Linked DNA regions of Mus musculus: region 1 is linked to region 2. Evidence: chromatin contacts called from public Micro-C data. All regions are on one chromosome and are shown on one strand. Each heading gives the region's core, a stretch centred on a gene start, on an enhancer-like site or on the middle of the called end of the contact. The rest is flanking DNA. Distances are from core to core; before and after follow the strand shown. Region 1 overlaps Fam13c (family with sequence similarity 13, member C). Region 2 has its middle 12 kb from the start of Fam13c.

Evidence for each region. A called contact is a pair of places that touch in the nucleus more often than the background predicts.
Region 1: a contact with region 2 is called in a Micro-C map of muscle stem cells, with 3 times the contacts expected there. The contact joins two enhancer-like sites. A contact is called at or near these places in 1 of 15 datasets of contacts at CTCF or cohesin (the NIH/3T3 cell line), 9 of 484 Hi-C or Micro-C datasets (the C2C12 cell line, embryonic fibroblasts, forebrain and 4 more) and 2 of 115 datasets of contacts at active chromatin or transcription factors (heart atrium and neural progenitor cells).

The regions. Positions count from the first base shown.
Region 1 is chr10:70,491,230-70,496,381 of GRCm38.p6, reverse strand. All of the region lies in intron 4 of Fam13c (family with sequence similarity 13, member C), which reads right to left. Among named protein-coding and RNA genes, the nearest start is that of Fam13c, 53 kb to the right of the region's middle. Within about 2 kb of position 1,666, at least 68 of the 459 cell types and tissues checked have an H3K27ac peak or open chromatin away from gene starts, as enhancers often do. A contact at or near this core is called in the C2C12 cell line, embryonic fibroblasts, heart atrium and 2 more, where this site is marked.
Region 2 is chr10:70,426,785-70,431,348 of GRCm38.p6, reverse strand. No RefSeq gene overlaps it. Among named protein-coding and RNA genes, the nearest start is that of Fam13c, 12 kb to the left of the region's middle. Within about 2 kb of position 2,873, at least 50 of the 459 cell types and tissues checked have an H3K27ac peak or open chromatin away from gene starts, as enhancers often do. A contact at or near this core is called in the C2C12 cell line, embryonic fibroblasts, heart atrium and 2 more, where this site is marked.

The DNA of each region.
Region 1 (5,152 bases), core at 417-2,916, 66 kb before region 2:
TAGATTCATTTTAGGATTTATCTCTAATTTTACATGTATGGATGTTCTGCCTGTATATGTGTCTGTATACCAAATGTGTGCCTGGTCCCCACAGAAGCTAGAAGAGGGCATCAGATCCTCGGGGAATGGAGTTACAAATGCTTGTGGCCATCATGTGGGTGCTGGGAATCAAACTAAGTCCTCCGGAGAGCAGCCAGTGCTGTCTATTGCCAAACCATCTCTCCAGCCCTAGGCTCTGTATTTTCATGAAAGGAACAAAGACATAAAAAAACAGTAAGTCAACAATAACTGATGACCCACCGGATGGCAGGATTGTGGAGAAACAGAAAGCAAGGCACATGAGACCAGACTAGAAGGAAAACTGTTCAAACCCTCACAGTCAGAAAGTGCCAATCACCCAGAGACAAGGAGCATGACAGCCTGACATAAGAATGTTAAAGCTCAGGGCTGGAGAGATGGCTCAGCAGTTAAGAGCACTGAGTGCTCTTCCAGGGGACCTGAGTTCAATTCCCTGCAACCACATGGTGGCTCACAACCATCTGTAATGAAATCCCATGCCCTCTTCTGGTGTGTCTGAAGAGAGCAACAGTATACTCATGTAAAATAAAGAGTGTTAAAGGTCATATAAGGAGGCAAAAATAAACAGAAGTCTTACTGGAAAAGCTCAGTCGTGACTGAGGAGACAAGTATGCAGCTGAGTTCAATTCCTTCTCCCCCACACCCTTAAGACATTGCTTCAACCATGGTCAATCCTGCCAAGAAATTGTCTTATACATAATATTCGCACCAGACTGAAATTCTCCCTTCAGTTCTACTGCCTTCCCTCCACCCACAGCAGCAGGCAAACAGCTACATGTCTCCATCAAACCCACATCTCTGGAAGGCAGAGATGAGCAATTCAGAACACTGCCAATCCATCACAACTTTGGTTCCTAGCCAAGGCCTAGGTAAGCAAGAAGGCATGCAGCGTGTACTCTCCAGAGCCCAACAGTGGCCCTCAATACTGATGCCTTGTTCATCACAGATACCATCATTCTGGTTGCAACAATGGCTGGCACAATCACCACCACCACTGCCAGCATCTGCCACCAACACCACCATTAGCATCTTCACCTCCATCAGCAGTATTACCACCATCACCACTAACAGCATCACAAGCCATACCTCCACCAGCAGCACCAGCAGCAGCACCAGTACCATTACCACAAGAATACCTCTGACATCACCTCCAACATCATCATGGACAACACCTCAACATCACCACAAGCAATACCTCTAATGTTACACAAGCAATACCTCCAACATCTATGAGCAATACCCCTAATATCACACAAGCAATGCCTCCAACATCACACAAGCAATACATCCACCAACACCACCTGGTAACATCACCACCACCACAAGCAACACTTCCGACGTTACCCTGAGCAATGCCACCACTCTTATATGACTAAAGTGTCACCACTGTCATACCTCCACCATCAGTGCCAAAATCAACACAATACAGTAAGTAAAAATACGGATGCTTAAAATGAACTTCAATAGAGAAATACCAACGGTAATTGTGTACTGATGTTAAAATGGCTTCTCCTCTGGATCTATGCCTCTGAGCTTGTGAACAGCCCATTGAAAGGCAGCTTTAAAAATTGGCATGCCCTTTTTGCTGGATTCCTGAAGTGTTTGCAGAGTCGGGCTGCAGGGCCATCCTGCAGTGGGCCTCTCTGGGGAGGTGTTCAGGAATTCAAAACAACAAAACCAACTAAGCATTCAAATATTTTTCTTGGCCCCAGAACAACTTCAGACCACAGGATGTGATAATTTGTGAAAGAAACACTGTATTTTAGCTCAAGGTTTGATTTTTTTACATCAGCATTTTAACTATAATTTAATTAGTTGATGGAACAGTCCTGCTTCAGTGAAAAGCTTCCAGCTAGCCAGTGGCTGAGAGAAGCTATCCCAGCGTCCCCTAAACTGTTCATCTCTCCCTTGCCAATATGTTACCAGGATTTCAACTTCTTACCTCAAATGACTTGTTTATCTGTCCCCTCCTCTCCACACCCTTCTCTACCATCTTGAGCAAAGCTGCTATTATCTCTTTGCTGAAATAACAAAGGTTTCCTTCTGGTCTCTCTATTCCTCCTTTCCCAGAGCATTTCCCACAAAAGATCTGGCCACTCACTACCCTCTGCCCACTGCACTCAACGCATACCATTCTGAGAAAATCTACTAAGGATTCACCAGCAGCTCTCGAATGAGTTAGACAACCTGGGCAGGAGGAGTGAAGCACAACCCATGTAACCATGAGTTCCCAGAGAGACACTCACTCTACAATTCTGAAAATGTCTTATGATGTCTGAAGGATTTAGTGTTGGCCCACCTCTTCATTGTCTTCTCAGGCCACGCCCATCTGTGCTGTAGTTAAAAGGGCATCCTTCTAGTTCCTCCCAAGCACTACACTCCTTCCAAGCTCATGCCTTCAGGCATGATGCCTGCTTAGGGTTTTTCTGCTGTGAGCAGACACCATGACCAAGGCAAGTCTTTTAAAGGGCAACATTTAATTGGGGCTGGTTTACAGGCTCAGAAGTTCAGTCCAGTATCTTCAAGGCATATAAAGAGGAGCTAAGAGTTCTAAATCTTGTTCCAAAAGCCATTGGAAGACTGGCTGCCTGGCAGCTAGGAGGAGGAGCCCACATCCACAGTGACACACTTCCTCCAACAAGACCATACCTACTCCAACAAGGCCACACCTCCTAAGAGTACCACTCACTGCGCCAAGCATATTCAAACCACCAAAATGTCCTTGTGCCTACCTAATTCTTCCTTCCCAATCCATTTCTGAATTAATTCATTTATCCTTTAGAAACCATGTACCTCCCAAATATGTCTTCTTTTTAAGGGGACCTGTTGCATAGGGAACTACTCAATCCACAATTCCATATATTTATAATTATTTAAAAGTCACTTTTGATGGCAAGCTCTGTGGGACAGGAACCATGAATTTTGCTTAACATTTATCTCTGCAGCCAATCCCAGCACAGGATATAGGATTTTAATTTTATATCAACATTTTAATTATAATTCACTTAGTTAATGGAACAGTCTTGCTTCAATTAAAAGCATGCATTTAGCCAATGGCTGACAGATCTAACCCAGAGTCCTCTAAGCTGTTTATTTCTCCCTAGCCCAACAGCCAGTATGATGTGTGTGTGTATGAGTGTGTGTTTGTATATTTGTATATGAGTATATACATTTATATGTATGTATATATTTGATAATAAAGTATTTATCTCAGACTCCTGAATAGTTGCCAATTCTGATCAATTATTAAGTGTGTAAGACCCGTGCTCCCTTCTCTCCCTGAGGCATGCCAGCAAAGCCTGCAGGCTGCAATGACTCTCACTCCCATAAGTATGTTTCTTCCTTGAGAAGGCTGACTAGCCAGTTGGTGCCTAAGACTAGTTAGACAGCTAACCTGTAATTCAGAGAACCTTGTCAGAAAGAGTAGAAGATAAGCACCTAACTGTATTCAGAGTGCTTCACAGAAAACTGGGCCTTAGGCCTAAATAAAGCTGACCACAAATGTCATCACAAGATTTACAATATTCCTCAATATTAGGACGCAGCACTCGATATTCGGATGCAGGAATGTATAGCCGGATGGCTACTGGCTGGTGGGATTGCTGTCATTTCCTGAAACTCTTTCTGAAAACAAAAGGTATATCCCAAGAGGGTAACCCTGAACAAAACATTCTTCACATCACACAATAGCTCTACACGTAGACACAGACGAGATGCCAGTAAACTCCAGTAGTATTGTATTAGAAACAACCACCACCCTTGGCACTGGCATTATAAAGGGCTTCTCTCTGTGTTGTCTAGTACACACCAAAGACAATCTCTTACTGGTTCTTTGTTTTAAACACACCTATTTTTAATTATATATACTCTGTTTCAGGGTATGTGGGCATGAATGCAGGTGCCCACAGAAGCCAAAAGGCATCACATCCCTAGAGCTGTTGTGAGCTGCCCAACGTAGGAACCAGAACCTCAACTTGGGTCTTCTCCAAGAGCAGCTAACACTCTTAACTGCTGAGCCATTTCTCTAGGCCCTCTTCTTGGTTCTTTATAAACTTCTGAGCCAAATAAAGAAGATCAAAGAGCACAGGTTTTAACTTTAAAGTCACTGAGTTAGAAATTATCACAGACTGAAACTCACACATCGAAAAATTAGAAGTCAAGAGATGCTCATCAACTGACTAGTAATTCATACATCCACTTGTCCAGGTCAACAAATTCCTCTTGAGAGGACAAAGATGTCATTAGGTAAGCCCAGGATTGCTTATCCCCAATAGCACACTCCCAGTAACTAAGGACTCAGGCCCCACCTCCTACCTTATACTCGTGGAGATTAGGGTCTATATCTACTAGCAGGCTATGGTAGCATACAATTTTAGTTCCAGTAACTTAGGAGGTAGAAGAAGGTGGATCCCTATGAGTTCAAGGCCAGCCTAGTCTACAGAGCGAGTTCTAGGACAGTTAAGGCTACATAGAAAAACCCTGTCCCCAATAACAACAAACAAACAAACAAATACCAATAATCAAACAGAGATAGACATGACTTAATTCAGACCTACTAAATCAAAATATTAAGAGATATAGAGTAATAACCAACAATTTGGGGGGATTCCTTATTGGAAAATATTATTCTAAAAGCCCACAGGCAATAGTTTAGCAGACGACCAATGCAGAATCAATCTCTCCCAGGAAACACATTACTGTAGAAGGAAATATTTTTCCTAAAGTCATTTGGCAAAACTTCAAACTCAAGACATCTCAGCTTCCTAGGGCTAAGTATACCCTTCATGTTGGTGTGATACTACAGAGAACACAGCCAAGACCATATCACTACCCAGATGCTAGGAGAACAGTGATCCTAGACTTATGGGCCAGCCTCTGGACTAGCAGAAGGAAAGAGGGTAAACAGACATGGATGTGGCAGAAAGCAACCTCTGAATGTGGGGTGCACTCAGCCTTTCTTGTCCTGTTCATATGGGCCTACTTACTTCATGATAAACGGTACTTGGCTTAGGGTCAGTCTGAGAGGGAAGGGCGAAGTGATTGGAGAATCAGAGGCATAGTCCCAGTCTCCCTC
Region 2 (4,564 bases), core at 1,624-4,123:
GAAGGAAGGAAGGAAGGAAGGAAGGAAGGAAGGAAGGAAGGAAGGAAGGAAGGAAGGAAGGAAGAAAGGAAGGAATTCAGAACACAGGGGGTTTGGGGACCCAGAAGTGTCCTTTCATCACGTGTACCTTATTCTTGAGTGACCAGAGACATATATGCTCTCCTGACCCCTTCCCTTTCTCCTTTTTGGTATCCCGCCCTTCCCCTCCCCTCTCCCTGTTGTTACCACAATAAGGAAGTCTCCAGTTTTTGGCACTCATTTGAAGGATCTGAAACCACTTAGAGGCATAGACAAAGGACAGCCTAGCCAGGTTTAGGTCCCATCCTTTGCTTCCTGGGCTATCACCAGTTTACCTGCGAGGCCACCTGAAAGCTCTCCCCTGCTTCCTTGGCTGGTAGCTGCAGATCACCTGTAACACGCCTTTGACAGCTATACCCACCACTGATTTGGGTCTAGCTCTAGCTTCTTCCTGTCTCTGCTGCGTGTTGCTGCTACGAAGGACAAAGCCACTCTGACTGTCATGTCTTCCTTTCCACGATGGACCAAAATCTTTTAGAAGCTATGAGCCAGCCTCAACCTTTCCTCCTTTGAGATTCTTCTGTGAAGTATTTTGTTACAGCAACAAGGAAGTAACTAACATTGTAGCTAACCATTTCTGGAACCCAGTGCGCCCAAGACATGGTCAGCTAGATCTCACGGTTTTTAGTGGTTTGGTCTCCTTGAAGCCTAGGATTTTTGGGTAAATGTAAAATTAAACTTGTATATCTCATTTTTGAAAGAGAAGAGAGAAGAGAAAACGAAAAGGGAAGAGCTCCTATTCTGTTCTCAGCTCCTCTGCCATATCCAGCGTGGGATGCCAGAGACTGCGAACCTGGTATGGAGGCTGCCCCTTGTCCACCCCCCGCCGTGTGGGGTCAATGGCTTCACACAGCCACCCACCCAGGACCGAGTGGAAAGCGTCCCACAGTCCTCCCGAGTCTGCCCGACCAGTGCGCCAGAACTCTCTCCCTCCTCCCTCTTTCCCCTACACCACAGCCCCACATCTCCCCTCTACTATAAGGAGGAGGAAGGAGGGGAGAAAGAAGAGGAGGAGGAGCGGTAGCTGAAGCTTGAGGGCTTCTGAGGTCAAGGGGAAGGCCGAGGAGACCGCCAAGGATGAGAAGCATCAAAGGCCTGGTGGGATGAAGGGGTGGGGCTGGTTGGGGGCAAGGGGAACACCCACATTTCCAGTCAAGATCTGGTATTATTCATTTCTGATCCACGCTCTTTCTAACGTTATGAGAGTTAGCCCCATGGTGAATGAATCCACTCATGCTCTCCAGGGTGTAGAGTGAATGTGGTCCCTGATACTGCGTGCTTGTGAGAATGGTGGTGTGGTTGGGGGCCTACCTTGTGGTTCTCATGAAGTTGGCCAGGCATTGCCTGCTGTACAGTATGTGGTCAAACATTGAGTTGGAGATGTAGGTTCAAGCTATAGCAACTAATGGGAACCAGAGGAAGCGGCTACAGGGGCTGCCTCTGTCCTACGTTTCATGTTATCTGTGGCTCTCGTCCCCAGTTCTGCAGCTCTCTTCCTCTAGGCCAGTGACGTCTTAACTCAAAGGTTTCTAGTCTGTTTGTTTTTTGTTTTTGTTTTTTGTTTTGTTTTATTTTGTTTTTTTTTTTTGTTGTTGTTTTTTTTTTTTTTTTTTTTTTTTTTTGCTTAAAAGACTGAGTCTCTGAATGGGATGTTCCCCGTAGTTCAAGCATTTGAATACCCTGTCCCCAGTTGGTGGCTGTTTAGGGAGGCTTAGGGGGTGTGGCCTTGCTAAAGGAAGTACATCACTGGAGGCGGGCTTTGATGTTTCAAAAGATTCGTGCCATTTTGAGTTAGCTCTGCCGGCTTCCTGTCTGCTGCTTGTGATCTGAGCTCTCTGGTGTTCCTGGCGCTGTGTCTGCCACTCGAGGCCATGATACGCCTACATCGATGGACTCTTATCCCTCCGGATTGATAAGCCTCCAATAAACTCTTCCTACTATACGCTGTCTTGGCCATGGTGTTTTACCACAGCAATTGAAACCCACATATCCCAGCCTGCCTTTCAATACATTGTAGATCCAAGGATAACCTTGATTTCTCTTCTGCCTCTACCTCCAAAGTGTTTGAATTTTAAACCTTTTATACCACGCCCAGGTGTCCTTTAATACATAAATAAATAAATAAATAAATAAAAACTTTTCTAATAGACACAAATGTTATAATAACTAGAATGACAAACAGATTCCCATTTACCATCCAAACAATCAACTGATAAAACAAAGCTGAGCTGATCCTCTTCTGGGTAAGGAAGAGACTCTGTCTTGGCTGAGTTTTGATGCCCCATTGATGTAAAGATGCCATACTTAGGATATGTATGAGCTTTGGTGTCTAGTTCAAGGTAAGTCTACCAATGGGAGGAGGCCCGATTAGAATGATGTAACTTCTTAGAGTCAGCCCGGATCTGTGCTTTCTGTTAGGGAGTTGAGTCATTTGATAGACATTTAATATTCTTAGGGGAAGATTCGGGGTGGTGGTGGGGGGAGTCATGTGTTGTCAACACTTGTCTTCCCAGACAAGAGTGACCTGGTATGATCAGACTGATGGGGCAGTTGGAACAGTGATATTATCAAGGCAGCTGAAGAGTGAAGTCAGTTCCACACACACCTCACACCTCAGTTCTGTGGGTGTCATGGTTTGCATTCTTGGGGGTCTCCCAGGCCTTCTCGCTTTTGTTGTTCTTTGCTACAGTATCTAAGATGATTGCTTATTTTCTTCAGAGAGCCAGAGCTATCTAGCTCATACACACCACAGTAATTATGTAAAATCTGTAATAACCAGAACCTTCAGACACTCACTTCTCCAGTTCTATTCTTAGCTTTATCTGGGAAGCCAAAGAAAGAGCTCTGGGCTAAAAATTTGCCGTTACACTCTGGCATAAAAAAAAAAAAAAATTGCTGGAGACTGTTCATAGTCGCAGAAAGCTCGGAACAGAAACCATCTCCTTATTAGGCAAACAGCCAGGCCAAGCCACTCCACCAGGAGCAGAGAGAACTGGCAAACATCAATTCCATGTGGGCTTTGTGGAAAGTGAGCCAGGGGCACTCAGCTCCATTTTAGTAAATTATACCCTTCTTCTGACGGAAAAAAAAAATGACCCTAAAGAAAGCAAACTTTTGACAACATAGCTTGTGATATCATCTCCTGCAAGGTTCTGGTTTAAAACAAACAAACAAATGCATGTCATTTTTTTTAGATTTTATTTTTATTATTTTTAATATGTGTGTGTGTGTGTGTGTGTGTGTGTGTGTGCCTGTGAATGCTGGTGCCTATGCTGGAGGGGTTGGATTGCCTAGAGCTGGAGTTACAGACAGTTGTGAGCTGCCTGACGTGGGTCTAGAGCTGGAGTTACAGACAGTTGTGAGCTGCCTGACGTGGGTCTAGAGCTGGAGTTACAGACAGTTGTGAGCTGCCTGACGTGGGTTATGGGAACCCAACTCCCATCCTCTGCAAGAGCAATACGTGCTCCTTACTGCTGAGTCCCAGCATTCGGTGTCCTGACATCACTGCTTCAAAACCTATTGTCCTCAGTCTTGCAAGCTTTCAGGGACAGTAGGAGAGGGCACACATGGAGAGGCACATACAGAGCCTGCCATCCGGATGCTACTGGTGTTTCAATATGGTGTCTACCTGAGAGGAAGGAGTTAAGTCAAGGAGTGGAAGCAGAAGATGGCGGGTCAGGTGGGGCTTCCAGGGACTGTGATATAGTGGATATATATCAAATTTATATATAAATAGATGCATCAAATTTATATATATATAAATATGCATCATATATATATTTGATTTTTTAAAAAATTTCATTTCCCAACACCCATGAAAGATGGCTCAAAATCACTTGTAACTCCAGCTCTAGAAGGATCCATATCTCTGTGACACCTGTGTGTCCTGTGACACCTGATCTTACTTGAACATACACACACACACACACACACACACACACACTTAAAAGTATTTTTTTAAGAAAGTGTGTATGTGTGTAATGTGTACACACATGTTGTATGCAGAGGTATGTGACTGTGCACACTGAATGTCATATACCTGGTCTCCACCTTATTCCCTCAAGGCATGGCCTTTCACTGAACTTGGAGCTAGGTTAGCATCCAGCAAACCGTAGAGGTAACTTCTCTGCTCCTCACAGCATCCCAGTGACAGGTATCCTATATACAAGGAACTGGAGGCCCCTTTTCACATGAGTTCTTGGGATGTGAGCTCTGATCCTTTTTCTTTAGAATAAGGGCTCTCACCTATGAAGCCATGTCCTCAGCCCCATGATGAATAATTTTGAGCACAATCCCAGAATGCTTAGAATCAGACTTCAGAAGTATAAGTTGACAACCACCTGAACAAACACGGGTCTGTGCTGGATCTAGGTTTTATTATTATTGATTGATTGGTTATTTGTGTGTCTGTCTGTTTATGGTTCTTGAAACAGAGTCTCCTGTTGCCTAGGCTGTCCTCAGACTCTCTATATAGCCCAGGCAGGCC